2 separate regions of the Mus musculus genome follow, and region 1 is linked to region 2. Evidence: chromatin contacts called from public promoter capture Hi-C data. All regions are on one chromosome and are shown on one strand. The core of a region is the stretch at or near the end of the contact, and the rest is flanking DNA. Distances in the headings are between cores, read along the strand shown.

Region 1 (7,700 bases), core at 3,601-6,100, 400 kb before region 2:
GGGGTGGCCCATGACTATCTTGTAACTCCAGGCCCATGGGTTACAGTGCCCTCTTCTGGCCTCCTTGGGTACAAATATAATGCACATACAAACAAGCATCCAACTACACATAAAAATACAATTAAAAAAAAAAGTTCTGTAAGCAGAGGTGGATTTATGGTGAAACTAATAATACTTCAGGTCCCATGGACCCTGAACAAGGTTTGCATCCAATGTAAGTTTTACATTTCTTTTTTTTTTTTTTGGTTTGGTTTGTTTTTGTTTGTTTGCATTTGTTTGTTTGTTTGTTTGTTTGTTTTTAACAGGTTTTGTCTGTATAGCCCTGGCTGTCCTGGAACTCACTCTATACACCAGGCTAGCCTCAAACTCAGAAATCACCTTGCCTCTGCCTCCTGAGTACTGACATTAAAGGCACATGCCACCATCATCCAGTTATGTTTTACATTTCTTTAGGAAGGTTCCCCTAATTGTAAGATCTTCAGCATTGAAACACAAGTGTTCAAACTGGGTAACTCTCAGATACAGCGATGCTTAGGACCGGCTGCACTTCAACTCAGTCTAGGGACTTGGCAAAGCCACGTTCATTTTCCTTGTCTTTAGGTTTCCTGACAAGATTATAAATAGTGCCTTTTAGTGTCTGACCTGACAGTAGAGGGTGATTCACCGAGCTGCTTTTAATGCAGACGCCCAGGCCAGGTGTAGACTCAGATTTGAAATAGTAGAAAGTGATGAATGGCCGTTTCCCTGAGACATCCAGACTCTCACTGAGATAAAAAGACAAGGCTTCCACTGGACCTGGCTCAAAGCCTCAGCCTGGGCATCACAGTAGGACCATCTCAAAAACGAATAAACCAAACCAGTCATCAAACAAAGTCACTCTTCACACACTAAACTGAGCAAGTTGTCCATTTTTGTAGAATTATAGCACTGAGACTTGGTTTCAAAGATAGGGTAGTAAAGGGGTTTGATCCTCAGCAACACACACACACACTCACACACACACACTCACACACACACACACACACACACACACACACACTCTCTCTCTCTCTCTCTCTCTCACACACACACACCCTCACATACACTCACATGCACACATACAAACACACTCACTTGTACACACTCTCTCTCTCTCTCTCTCTCTCTCTCTCTCACACACACACACACACACACACACACACACACACACACCTGCATAGTCCAGCATGACACAGGTGCTGCTATTTTTTCAAGAATATAATGTTCTATAGGTGGAACAACAATATGAACTAATCAGTACCACCCCCCACCCCCAGCTCGTGTCTCTAGCTGCATATGTATCAGAAGATGGCCTAGTCGGTCTTGCAAACACTATATGCCTCAGTACAGGGGAATGCCAGGGCCAAGAAGTGGGAGTGGTGGGGGGAGTGGGGGGAGGGTATGGGGGGGACTTTTGGGATAGCATTGGAAATGTAAATGAAGAAAATACCTAATAAAAAAATGACCTTAAAAAAAAATAGAATATTCTTTTCAAGCCCAGAATAGTGACAAGTACCCCATCCCCCAACCTAGTGACAGACTTTTCTTATCTCGGTACTCAAACATGTGAATGCACTTGTCGCCTTGGGGCAAGATTAGCATGTTCTAAGCTTATGAGCATGGGTGTTTTGCCTGAATATATGTATGTTCATTCCTGGTGCCTGTGGAGGCCAGAAGAGGTCTAAGATTCACTCAGGACTTTATCCACTCCCCACAGGTGTGGTAGCACACACCATATTCCCAGCACTTGGGAGATGGAGGCAGGAGGATCAAGAGCTCAAGGCAGCCGGATGTGGTGGCACACGCCTTTAATCCCAGCACTTGGGAGGCAGAGGCAGGCGGATTTCTGAGTTCAAGGCCAGCCTGGTCTACAAAGTGAATTCCAGGACAGCCAGAGCTATACAGAGAAACCGTCTCAAAAAAAGAAAAAGAAAAACAAACAAACAAACAAACAAAAAAAGAGTTCAAGGCATGCTCCACTACATAGTGAGGTAGCTTGATATATAAGAGATCCTGTCTCAAACTTAAACATTCACTCAGGCCCCAGATCTCTGTCTAAATCCCTACCTCGTTAAAACATAATGAGATTCGTTGGGTTTGATTCAAGGAATGAACTAGAATTCCTGTGTATTTGGGATCCAAAGTAGCTGGACATACAGGGCCTTTTCCATTCAAGAAAATGTGGTAAGGAAGGAGTGAAGATGGGCACCCAGCTAGTGATTTTTAGGTGCTAAGCTCATAAGCACGGTGTTCACATAGTCACTGAACAACCATTGGCAGCAAAGAGGCAAACTCAGGTGTCCTTGATTTGTGTGTGTGTGTGTGTGGGGGGGTTCTCCTCAGCCATCCCTTGTTGATGATTTAGGTCATTCACACCCTTATTCATGTGTCCCTTCGACCTCCAGGTGAAACACAATGTTCCTAACTCTTCAGACTCAAAGAAAACGACAGACATCGCTATAATCTACCAGACATACTTCTGAGCTGTGCTTCACCTGACTCTGAACACAAGCACTGTCTTCTAGACCACCATCTCCTCAGTGTGAGTCAATACGGGATGACGCTTGAAGCTCTCACACTTAAATCTTCACGGGGACATTGTAATCCAACGGTATGCCAGGACAGGTAAAGGCGAAGCCTGGGGTGAGCAGAGCTACATCCATGCCTCTGCAACTGGCACGGCCATGTGCCTCTGCAATTCACTTTGCACATTCATAAACATTCATAAACCTTTCCATCCCAGAAAATGAAGATAAAGTCCTTGCCTCCAAGTGTTATGAATGGCCCTTGCTGCTTTCTCGGAGGAGAGACGAACACAGCCTCCCAAGGCCTGGAGCTGACAGCACGGCACACATCCCAGTTCCTCTTGGCCTCCCAGCTCTCCTCATGCTCATGCTGTCATCCACCTTCCATGGGGCACCTCCTCTCCCAGGGCTTATGACTTACGATTTAGCCTCTGTCACTACACACAGTTATCAACAACCTGGTGAAGGGAACCCAGCCTTAGGCATCCCAAGGCCCTTCTTTTTTTTTTTTTTTTTTTTTTTTTTTTTTTTTTTTGGTTTTTCAAGACTGGGTTTCTCTGTATAGCCCTGGCTGTCCTGGAACTCACTTTGTAGACCAGTCTGGCCTTGAACTCAGAAATCTGCCTGCCTCTGCCTCCCAAGTGCTGGGATTAAAGGCATGCGCCACCATGCCTGGCCCCCAAGGCCCTTCTTAATAAGTCATTCCTAAAGAGTTTCAGGACAGCAGAAATATAGCTTCACATGAAATCTGAAGGTTCAGGATTCCTAAAGTAGGTCTGATATTATGCTTTGTTTTCCTTTTTTTTTCTTTTGTGCTGTGAGCTGAACTTTCAACTCTCTTGCTTCAGCCTCCAAGAGGAGCTGGCAATACAAGTGTGCACCAGAAAGCCTGGCTGTGCCTTATTTAATTTTTAATTTTGTGAGACAAGATTTTATGATGTAGCTCAGGCTGGCCTCCAACTTGCTATGTACCTGAGGATCACCTTGAACTCCCGACCTTCCCACCTCCTGGCTGGGCATTATTTTACCAGTGAGCTGCATATGGTTTTGATAAAGGCTCTAGAACAAAATGATTGCGATGATGAGCCCTCTCACAAGGGCATAGCTATAAACAAAGTCTGACCTGCTAATCAAGAGTTCCGAGAGGGTTAGAAAGTCATGGCACATACCTTTAATTCAAACACTCAGGAGGCAGAGACAGGCAGATCTCTGAATTCATGGCCAGCTTGGTCTACAGAGTGAGTTCCAGGACAGCCAGGGCTACACAGAGAAACCCTGTTTCGTAAAATAAAACAAAAACATTGAGTTCAGTGGAAAAGAGAGCCAGGGCCTGAAGCAACTGAAGCAGTGGATGGGGCCGTCCTGCTGCTTTCCCTGTGATTGTGAAACCTTTCCAGTTGTCATGTATATGTGTACACACACGCACACATACATGCACACACACACTCCCAGATAACCTTCAGCTCATGATCCTCCTGTCTCCCACTTTTAGGCACTTGCATTACAGGCATGGCACGTGTCACCAAGTCTGGCAAGTGATTCTGTTTTCTTAGTTCTCAAGAAGAAACCAGAGACAAAGTCTAGCCTTCCTCCTTCCACTTTAAGTACTGTTCCCAACAGGATTCTTGAAAGTGTACTACCTAAGCAGGGAACAAGCTGAGCCAAGAGGAAAGGACAGATACAAGGCAATTGTGAGTCAAAGCTTCCTGGAAGAGCAGAAGAACCTCTCAAATTCCACAGAACTTTCAGGGCACAGCAGACAGGGGACACTAGACCATGCGTGGCCTTGGATATGTGAGTGGATCGTGTGTACCCGACTAGTGGCTCAACACCTCACGTTTACTCTGATACCCATTACTTTGCTTGGCCCTATATTTGAGAAGAAACAAAAAAAAAAAGCCTGCTCTTTCCCCAGTCTAGGAGGGGAGGCCATTAAAAAGACTCAATCTGATTCTAGGATTAATGCCAGCATTCATCCCTTCCGTCACCAACAGAATGTTCCCTAACCCGGAAACGTGAGATTTCCTAGAAGATGAGAGCCATGCTGGGTGCTCATCAGTTCTGCTCTTCTGTGAGAGTGAGACCTGGGTGACACCTGTACTGACTTGCTTCGTGGAAATTGACACGATCCAAACTGTGCATTCTGCTTGTGGGCAGTTGTCTTGGCAACAGCAAAGACTCTTCCAAGCATTTTTCCCACTCCCTAATCTGCTAGCCACTTTGAATCCCTCCCCTAGCAGAGGGAGGATTTGGAAACTAGGAGCTGAGGAGAGCAGAGGAGAAGAGGGCACTCCTGTGTGGACTTTGCAATGTGGACTTCAGTCTGCAGATTGCCCAGAGTCACACACAAATGCTCCGGTCATCATTGTAGACACACTCAATGCAACTGCCAGCAAGTCCTCTGCAAAGTGCCAAACTCCTGATGCAAATGGTTTCTCATTAAAGTATCTCATCAAAGTGTTTTTCTGATTACTAAAGTACATTCCCACTATTGAAATTTACACAAAATAATGAAGACTGTAAAGGAATAGAAGAATAGAAGTTACATTTAATCCCTCCTCCCACAGGTAACCAGTAACACTGATAGTTCTTTTATGGGCATTACAAATAGATGTGTATATGGTGAGAGACATATATTGCATAGCATGACACTCTCCATACCACTTTTAACCTGATGTCCCTTTTTCCCACTAGTACATTAGCACCATATTTCCAACTGGCACACTAATTATTTTGTGTGTATTTTCAGTCTCAAAGGGAGCTAGAAGCCTTTCTTTCTGAAGGGTTGGTGTGACCCTGATACCCTTTGCTTTGTTTTGCATTGCTCAATAAGGTCTTGTGCAGTCTAGCTCGCTGTAACTTCACAATGTGGTCGTCGACGGTGATCTTGAACTTCGGATTTCTCTCTCTCTAGCTCCTAAGACTGGGCTTGCAAGTCTGCACCACTCCACCTGGCTATATCCCAATTCAGTACTTTTCCCCCCTCTCACTCAGTAGCCCAGGCTGCTCTGAACTTACTATGTAGGACTGTAATTATCCTCCTGCCTCAGCTTTCCAAGTGCTGAGAATACACGTGTGAACCACCCGCTCAGCTTCTCAATACTTTTTTTGAGTCCAAAGATTAAGGCAAATTCTTACTTGGTGCAAACAAGACACATTTAAAAAACCTCTACTTTGAACTTTTGAAGCTATTGCCTAATGGCATTGAGTAAATGGCTGTATTTGTGGGATGTTAGAAGGATTGCTTGAGAGCCAGGTGCTATGGCTCAGGAATGATTCTAGCACTAGACAGCCGAGGCAGGAAGACTGCCAGGAATTCCTCCTGGCCAGCACGGACTACATAGTGAGTTCTCTGCCAATCTCGGCTACTTAGTGAGACCCTGTTTCAAAAGACAATTCCTTTCAGAAAAGTAATGGTATGCAAATAACCAGAAAGCAAAAGTGGGAACTATTTTAGAGAAAAAGGAGGTGGGGGTGTGTGTGGTAAGACTCAAGTATGAGATATACATATGAAAATGTCACAATGAAACCCAGTTTTTGTATGCTATGCAAAATAGAAAAGGGGCTACAAGAAAGATTTTTTCTTAAAAAGTGTTATTTTGTTAAACATAAATACAAAATATAAATATATAAAGGGCTAGAGAACTGTTCCTATTCCAGAGGAACTGAGTCTGGTTCTTAGCACCTATACCAGGCAACTCATAGGCGCCACCTGTAACTGTCATTCCAAGAGACCTGACACCCTCTTCTGGCTTCCACAGGTACCTACCTACATGCATGTGGAATTTATTTGTACACACCCACATACATGTACATTAAAATAACAAAAATAAATCTAAAATATTGTCAACCCAAAATATGTAGCAAATATATAGCCGTTTCTTCATTTTCAGATTTATTTATTGTGCATCCATGTTTTATCTTCATGTATGAATATGCACTATGTATGTCTGTTGCCTGTGGTTATAAGCTGACATGAGGGGCTGAGAACTCAACGTGGGTCCTCAACAAAAACAATGAGTTCTCTCTAGTGCTGAGTCACCTCTCCAGTCTCCATTTCTTAATTTTTAAAAAATGATTTATTGATTTTTATGTATATGAGTACATTATAGCTAGCTGTCTTCAGACACACCAGAAAAGGGCATCAGATCCCATTACAGATGGTTGTGAGCCACCATGTGGTTGCTGGGAATTGAACTCAGGACCTCTGGAAGAGCAGTCAGTGCTCTTAACTGCTGAGCCATCTCTCCAGCTCACTATTTCTTAATTTTTAAGCTATACCTGTGACTGAATCAAAACTAACCAAGCTGGTTGTGGTGGCACATGCTGTAATGCCACTACTCAGACAGCTGAGGCAGGAGGCTTTCCATGAATTTGAAGCCAACCTGGACTACAAATGAGTCCTGACTAGCTGTGTTACATAAAGAGTTTTGTCTTAAACAAATAAAAATAAAGCAAAAAACTGATGTAGGATTCTGGATATCTGGAATTTCTGAGCAAGCATTAACCTTCCTCCTTTCCTGACCCCCAAAGTTATGCAGGGGTGGGCGTAGGGGCAGTAGTGGCCCTCACTGCTCACTAACCCCACTTTTCATGCTCTTTAAACGCTACGCAACAGATTCTGATCTAAAGTATTTCCCCAGTGTTTATAATGAGCTATTTTCCAAGAACAGTTCCTTAGGATAAGGAGCCATAAACCCTTTACTTATCGACATATTTGCCTAGGACAGGTTAAGAGTCTATGTGCCCCCTCCCTCCCACTCTCACGCTTTGAGAAAGGGTCTCTCTATGTAGTTATGGTTGGCCTGAAAATATCATTATGTAGACCAGACTGGCTATGAGTTCATAGAGATCCACCTGCCTCGCCTCGCCTCCCCTCGCCTCTCCTCTCCTCCCCTCCCCTCGCCTCCCCTCCCCCCCCCTCCTCCTCTTCTTCTTCTTCTTCTTCTTCTTCTTCTTCTTCTTCTTCTTCTTCTTCTTCTTCTTCTTCTTCTTCTCTCTCTCTCTCTCTCTCCCTCTCTCCTTCTCCTCCTCCTCCTCCTCCTCCTTCTTCTTTTTCTTCTCTCTCTCTCTCTCTCTCTCTCTCCCTCCCTCCATCCCTCTCTCTCTCTCTCTCTCTCTCTCTCTCTCTCTCTCTCTCTCTCTCTCTCGTGCTGG
Region 2 (7,652 bases), core at 4,200-6,699:
CTGGCTACTGCCCAGAGTGCAATGAGAAACATTAGATCTTGATGCTGGAAATCCATAGCACCATCAGAAAGCCAGAAAGCACTACAGGTGGGCTGGATAGATAAATACTCTGAACATGAACACTTTGGTGCTGGGGGCCAGCCCCGGTGGGGTCTTCTTTCTTGTTGGTTCTCCTTGAGGTAGCAGAGGGGGGAAGATCACTGGCGGAGGGTACGACTTTTGTCTTGTGAGATATTTAGGGTTGTAGTATAATAATTAAAAGTTCACTTATGTAAGTCCAAGTTACTGTGCTACTGTAGCTGACCTGCCTTCTATGTTCCTGAGGCCAGAAACTGCAGTCTCTGGCACTTAGCACCTCATCCTAAAACAGCAGGAGATTAAGTAAAGGATTAATTGCTAGAACCTTTTCCCTTTTGTTCAGATGCCTCTTGCTTGTCAGGCTATTGAACAATAAACTTCTATTGAACCAGAAGAGAATAATGCTTGCAGAAGGAAAAACTTTTATATAAGCAAATATGCATAAACTTACGTAAATTCATACACAGAATCACATATGTGCATTTATACACTTCCATTAAAACCAGTTGTGTCCAACTTGCATACATTCTCACAATTACATACTTACACACACATGTCTATACTTACATATGCATTTGGAGCAAAAGACCAAGCACAGGTTTCAGAAAGAACTCACTGATTCTACATGGAAAAAGAGCTCCAATCTTTATTGCATAGGGAAAGAAAACGCTTCTAGCCTTTTAATGCTAAATGAGTTAAACCCAAGTTTGTAAGAAGAAAGCTTTGTTCCTTTATAAGAATAAGCCTGCCTTGCTATTCAGAAAAGACCTGTTCTGTTCCATGGTAAGGAGAAGCCTGCCTGCTCCTTCTGCTCTATGCAGCTTCTTTTTTCCCCTCTTTCCCTCTGCATTCTGCACATTGCTCTCTTAGATTTTTATGTTACCTATAGTTTTTAAGTTATTCCACTCTGCATTCTCCTCATTTTGCTCTCTCTTCCTGCTCTGATGTCACAGCAATGCTCTTACTCTCAATGCCTTTTCTCCCAATGATATGCCTTTACTTCTAAGTTCTTCTTGAGTTCAATTCTGTCTAAAAAGTTCTCTTGTGTCCTGACTAAAAGAATTATCCTCAGTTCTATTCTAAAAAGTTCTGTTCAGATCTGTCTAAAAAGTGTTCTGTCTAAAAAGTTCTCCCCAGCCCAGTTCTTCGTTTTCTTTTTTGTCCTTAGCACTAATATATCTTTCAGAATATATGATCAGATGGTAAAAAGTTCATCATAAGTTTACACAAATTCAAATCATAAATTGAAGTTTACAACAGAGAGTGTTTACATGCATATCCATTAGGAGTAATTATCCCACTAAAGATTCATCACCTGTTAAAGTTCCACAAGTTCTTTGAGAGTTAAAAAAACATAACTAAGTTATTAGTGATGTTTTGTATAGATAAATCCAGTCAATATTTTATCTTCTGTCCTAGCATCTATAATAAATCATTAGTTCCCTTTTTATGACCTTTGGTTAATGGTTTTACAACCTTTTGGAATGTGCTTTGAGTAGTAGAAAGTCTGGTTACTATCTAGAAGCAATTCATTGGTGACACAATGGAGACTGACAAAGTTCTCATTGCAGTTTTAACTATCAGAAAAGTATCTAATAGCAGTCCCACTATAAAAGAGCTTAGTAAATAATTTTAGTAATTCTTATAGGATCATCATAAAGAATTAAGTCATCTATTTGTCTATATAGCATCACTATAAGGCAGTACATCTTTGTAGATCTGCAGAGATCTGCTCAAAAGGATGGGCTAATACCCAGGGATTGTTAAATATATTTAATAATAACAGGAAAAACATAATAGCAGGAATACTTCCTAAAGTGATTTTCTCCTGGGCCATGCAAATCCAATCGGAGCAAATCTCTCATGGGTTATTATACTCCGAGGCAGACCATTCCAGGAAGATCACCTGCTAGCTATTAGCTTGTCCTGTGATGGCTCCTGACTCTTTGGGTTTTGTTTTTAATTTAAAATGTGGTTTCAGGTGTGTATGTTTCAATGTGTGTGTGTGTGTGTGTGTGTGTGTGTGTGTGTGTGTGTGTGCAGTCATGTGCCTGCCATAGCACACATGTAGAGGACAGAGGACAGCTTTTGAGAGTCAGTTCTACCACGTGGGTCCTAAGGATCAAACTCAGATCACCAGTCTTGGCAGCAGGAACTTTTACCCACTGATCAATCTCGTTGGCTCAGACAGCTTGGTGTTTAGAGTATAAGCTAAATCTGCTAATACAATTTTAATCATATTAATACAACTTAATCATGGTAGCTTTTTATTCTTTTTTAAAAAATTAGTGGGTACTGAAAATTAAATAGGGAAACATGCAATAATATGAATCCCATCAAATATTTTTACAGAAAAAGTATCTGCTTAGGTTAATATGGGCCAACATGAGAGTATGCTTTGGTCATCAATTATACATGCTGGGATATATCCCAAAGGAATTAGTAAGGGTGTGCACATTTCAGTATTCAAAATACAGTCATGTTAATTATAAAATAAATATTTTAAGCTTACATTTATAGTGATTGCTGGTAGAAGAGCATACATTGTACATGCTACAGATAAAGCAAAGATGGAGCTGAAGATAAGTACTGAGATCAAAATTGTCCACTAAGTCTTTTCAAACGAAATAGTTAAGAAATCAAATAGGCACAAGATTTTCATTTTAATATATATTTGTACATAGTTAAATATATACCACAGTCATAAACAGACATCATTTGGGGGTGATTTTTTAACTTCTTGCTCAAATATAGTTTGATTTTTCTCCTGGGTAGACTGGTTTGGAAAATTATTCTAAAGGTTTGGGAAGCACCATCCTCTGGTAGGTGCTTCTTCATGAAGAAAAAAGGAGAAGATATAGGGAAACACATAGGTTTCATTTTACCAAACTTCTAGAATTCCCATGGAAGTCAAATGTACAACTTGCCTGGTCTGGGGAAGATTTGGAGGAACAGTAATTTTTATTTTTATTTTTACCTGTTTTTAGTTTGTAGTACAGATGTGACTGCATCCAATACTGACACATTGTTCCTCTGGCCCACAGTCCCAGTCACCACGGCAGAGCTCAGCACAGGTGCCTATGTCAGAAAAGATCAGTTGAAAGCAGGCATGGTGGAATAAACCTTTAATCCTGGACTCCTAGGCTAAGGCAGGCAGATCATCAGCTAAAGGTCAAGCTGAATTACTTGATGAGTTTATCCTCTCAAGGACAGACAAATAGACTAATGAAAACCTCCATGCTTTAGATTCAAGTGCTGAGGACGACAGTCCTCGATTAAGGAGTACATTTCACCAGTTCCTTTTAACTGAAGTCATAATACCATTTGTAAAGTGTTACTGTCTATTTCTGTTAAAACAAGGCACACACATAATCTCATTAAAGAAAGCCTACTTTAGAGACATGGATAGAGGGATTGCATCTGTGGAAAGAAAGGAGGAAGGTTGCTTAAATGAAATCATTTCCCCCCACATGACAGTCCATGGAGCAGAGAAGGGCATATTCAGACTTGCTGGTTACCTTACAGTCACTCTGTGCGGTTAGTCTCCCTAGCTCTGTTTTATAGCCCTAAGTGTTTCTGGTGCTGTTGTTGCTTTGTGGTGAGAAAGCTGAAGATCTCTTGTCCCTAATCACAGTCGTTGGAGCAATCATTAAATATTTATGGTATTTTGCTGTATATGAAGCATTTAGGAAGGACATGGATGTAAAAAGGGCCTCTTAGAGCCTTCCAATGCAAGTAAGACTTATGTCTAAGGTACTGGAGACAGAGCAGTGTTTCACAAGTGTCCTGCAAGGTAGTTCTAGAAGACTCAAAGGGCTCAGAGGAGATAAAACATTATTTGTTGTTCGTCAGAAAAAGTAAGCCTTGGAGTACAGGGATATTGTCAAGAAAGAGTAGTGGGGGAAAGCAGGAGGGGTGCTGTGTGGAAAGATGCAAAAAGTCACAAGGGGAAATGTAGTAGGGTGGAACTTTGGGGAGGTCCGTGTGTGACCTGGGACACAGGACCTACAGAGGCACTCCCAGGACCAGAGACTGACTCTTCAAGTCCTACCCCTTAGACATATTATCTGCCACTCCCAGTTCCCCTGGAATAGGAGGAGTCAGGAGGATTGGCAAGTAGAGGTCTGGGCGAGTTTGGGAACAGGAGAAATAAATGTTGCAAAGGGCAAGCAGGCCATCAGGACCTGTGGATTTGGGATTTCACTTAATAAACTGAGAGAAGGTCATTTGGGAGGATTATCTGCTGCAAAGGCATAGACAGAACCAGGATCCAACTAGTAAGCACATCCAAGAAGGAAGAGGGGGTGGAGAGGGCTTCTGGGAAGCTTTTGCAATGGCAGGGCTGTGGAGTAATCAGGGATGGACACAGTGAGGCAACAGAGGGCAAAGGACGGAAGAGATGCAAACTGTTTCAAAAACAGGTAGTTGATGGAGTGAAGACGAGAGGCTAAACTCTATCTAAAGACATTTAGGGGCAAGCATTCAGTCCAAGATAATCCAGGGCTGGCTGGCTGTAGGATAGGGGTTGTGGGGTAGGGGTGGGCAGACAGCATCAGTCTGCAAAGGCGAGACTTTATTACAGAGGAGAGTGTGTCAGGAGTTTGATGAGGCTGTGGTCACAAAAGGGCTAAGGGAAGAATGGGCAGAGGATTAAGAGTAGTCCTTTGAGGCCAAATAAGATGGGGTGGATTGTGCTTGTAATCCCAGCATAGCAAGATGAAGCAGGAAGATTGCCATGTTGTTGAGGTCAGCCTGGGTTACACAGTCAGTTCCTGGCCAGCTTGGGCAAACATACAAACAAACAACAATGAAAACCCACGGCAACAAAACCCTTTCTGAGAATAATATTGGTAAAGAAGATTGAGATTGACCTGTGTCTAGCATAATTACAAGAATATTTTCTGTAGACAGGTCAAGGTAGACGCCAGTAGAGAAGGAGACGTCTGGGAGAGGGAGCTTGGCTGAGGAGCAAGCAGGAGGGGGGTCCAGTCAGGTGACCCAGGGAATGGAGAGAGGGAAAGCAGAAGAGGGATTCTGTTCTGGGGAATTCAGAGGTGACCATCAAGGAGGATCCTAAAGAGAACTCTTTCCTCCAGTTTCTCCCTCCTTCCTGCACACACTGGTTCTGGATGTCTTCTCACCCCTCACTTGAGGAAGAATAGTGCAACCGTGTTTGCCCAGACGTACCTAAAAGCTGCAGAGGTCTCACTGCAGCCTGCAGCTCCTGTACCTCTAGGCTGAGGGTGATGAGGGACACCAACAGAAGGAAGGCTCCTAGCTTCATGCTGCTGCTGAAGGATGTTAGCCAATACGCAGCAGGGCCAAGAGCTGCCAGAATTTAAACCTCTTCACCCACTGAGCTAGGCAGCAAGGCTAGGGGCGGGCCTGCACACCACAGAAGCCAAAGCCCCGCCTGGAAACCAGCATTGCCAGGGACACACACTATGTATGTCCTGGGTAGTGCCATCTTACTCAAGCCAAGCTCCGTGCCACAGAACACCCTCTGTTCCACAGATAGTCCTCCTAAAGTTGGAAAGCTGGGGTGGTAAGGGACTCTCGTTCCTTTTCAATGAAGTATTAGAGATCTACTCTGGGCCAGGAATGAGCTGTGATAAGGAATGTGTCCTCAGGGAATGACAATCCAGGAGCTGGGTGTCAGCTAGGACACCATCTGCTTTTGTACTTCTCTCTCCTTGCTCTAGGACAGTTGTTCCTGTAACTGAGGGCAGGGAGAGACCGTGGGAGAGCCAGTGGGGTGCGGCCACCTGTTGAGGAGACAGTAAGCCAGCGTCGTTCCCTCTGCCTTGATGCCATCATCTCTGCTGTTTGGAGCCTTCATTTTGGGGAACCCCAGCTGTCAATATCTACATCAAACCCTCCCAGGATGCCTCTCAGGCTGCACCACTGCTGTGCGACTTGGAGAGTGAGTGGGGTGAGAGTGACAACTAGCCCAGGTGTGAGCTTTCACTTCTTCCTTCTTGTAGACACGCCTGCTAATCCAGATGAGTGATTTGTAACTCAGACCATCTGTGGTTTGGGTGCCAGGGGAGATACCCTCTTCTTTCCCTGGTGGTGGGGGAGGAGCACACACAATGTGTCAATTTGATACAAGCTAGAGTTCCCAGAGAGAAAGGAGCCTCAGTGAAGAAGAGGCCTCTATGAGATCCAGCTCTAAGGCATTTTCTCAATTAGTGATCAATGGGAGAGGGCCCAGCCCATTGTGGGTGGTGCCATCCCTGGGCTGGTGGTGGTCCTAGCATCTCTAAGAAAGCAGACTGAGCAAGCCAGTAATCAGTTTCCTTCCATGGTTCTTGCCTCCAGGTTCCAGCCCTGCTTGAGTTCCTGTCCTGACTTCTTCCAATGATCTGGCAGTGTAAGCCAAAAAGCCCCTTTCCTCCCCAACTGGCTTTCTGGTCATGGTGTTTCATTGCAGTCATAGAAACCCTAAGTAAGACAAATACTGTAACTCATAAAATACCTTAACATGAAATGAGCTGGAAGCAGGGGGTAAGAGGGAGAGGGAGAAGTCACAGGATCAGTTTGTTGTGCCTTTGTAGGTGTCTGGGAAAATGGTTTATTTCAACAGTAGAGGGCAGGGGCCCTAAGTTTAATTCCTAGGAACACACACGCACACACGCACACGCACACGCACACGAGGGGAGAGAGGGAGGAAGAGAGGACTATCATTTCACAAGGACTATGGTTCCTAATTCTGGAGCTACAGGAAGAGTCTCTTCCTTTCATTTGTCACAGATCTTACATGCCACAAGCTGGAGGTCCTCTGACAAACAACTGATGCCATACACTGCTAGCTCTCTCAAGGGGGTTAGAAGACAGAGTTATGGGCCGTGCAGAAAGTATTTTTGCAAGCTGCTTTAACTCCACTCTGCCTAGCCCACTGGTGTACAATTTCTGCAATAGTCCAAAATCTGGTATATTACTGACTTCTCGTCACTGTGATAAAATACCTGGCTAATGTAACTGGAAGGAGGAAGGATTTTTTCTGGCTCCGCCCGGTTCACTATTTGAGGGTGTTGTCATCACGGTGGGGAAGGCATAGCAATCTATGCAGCTAGGACGTCTCACAGCTTTGCAGACGAGAAGAGGGAAAGAGAGACAGAGATAGTGAGACATGAAGTGATCCGAAGAAAAACAGAGACCAGAGAGACAGACAGATGGAGAGAGACACACAGAGAGAAACAAACGGAGAGGCACACACAGAGAACAGGTCCTAAGTCTTCCATCCCATTCCTAGTACCCTACTTCCCTCAAACAAGCTCTAGCTCCTCAAGTTTCTGAAGCCTCCCCAGACAGCACCCCCTACTAGGGACCAAGTATTCAAGCATCCAAGCCCATGGTGGGGACATGCTATGCTTGAACCATAACAACTAATAAAGACTTTTTAGAGATCTTAAGCACTGAAGGGGGTACACAGTGTGTTTTCATGTAATTCCATATTTTCACAATACTGAGACTGGAAATAAAACCATTTCTGAAGTTACACAAAGGTCAAAGGTGTATGGAGATCATTCTCATCTCTCTTCAGATAGCCTTAATTCTGAGTTTACTTTTGA

What was found. Promoter capture Hi-C pulls out the DNA fragments that hold promoters and counts their contacts.
Region 1: a promoter capture Hi-C map of liver shows a contact between it and region 2, with 2.4 times the contacts expected there. The contact joins the enhancer-like site here to the promoter of Wfdc21 in region 2. A contact is called at or near these places in 4 of 39 promoter capture datasets (the 3T3-L1 cell line, liver and pre-B cells), 1 of 484 Hi-C or Micro-C datasets (B cells), 2 of 115 datasets of contacts at active chromatin or transcription factors (bone marrow-derived macrophages and embryonic stem cells) and 2 of 9 other capture datasets (adipose tissue and liver).

Annotation. Positions count from the first base shown.
Region 1 is chr11:84,143,426-84,151,125 of GRCm38.p6, reverse strand. Gm11437 (predicted gene 11437) reads left to right here. Exons shown (of 7, transcript NM_001037932.2): 7 at 2,424-2,765. The coding sequence ends at 2,501. It also overlaps a transcript of Acaca not described here. Among named protein-coding and RNA genes, the nearest start is that of Tada2a, 18 kb to the right of the region's middle. Within about 2 kb of position 4,850, at least 18 of the 459 cell types and tissues checked have an H3K27ac peak or open chromatin away from gene starts, as enhancers often do. A contact at or near this core is called in liver, where this site is marked.
Region 2 is chr11:83,744,737-83,752,388 of GRCm38.p6, reverse strand. Wfdc21 (WAP four-disulfide core domain 21) reads right to left here and starts at 5,449. Exons shown (of 3, transcript NM_183249.2): 1 at 5,266-5,449; 2 at 3,056-3,156. The coding sequence starts at 5,362. The coding sequence ends at 3,062.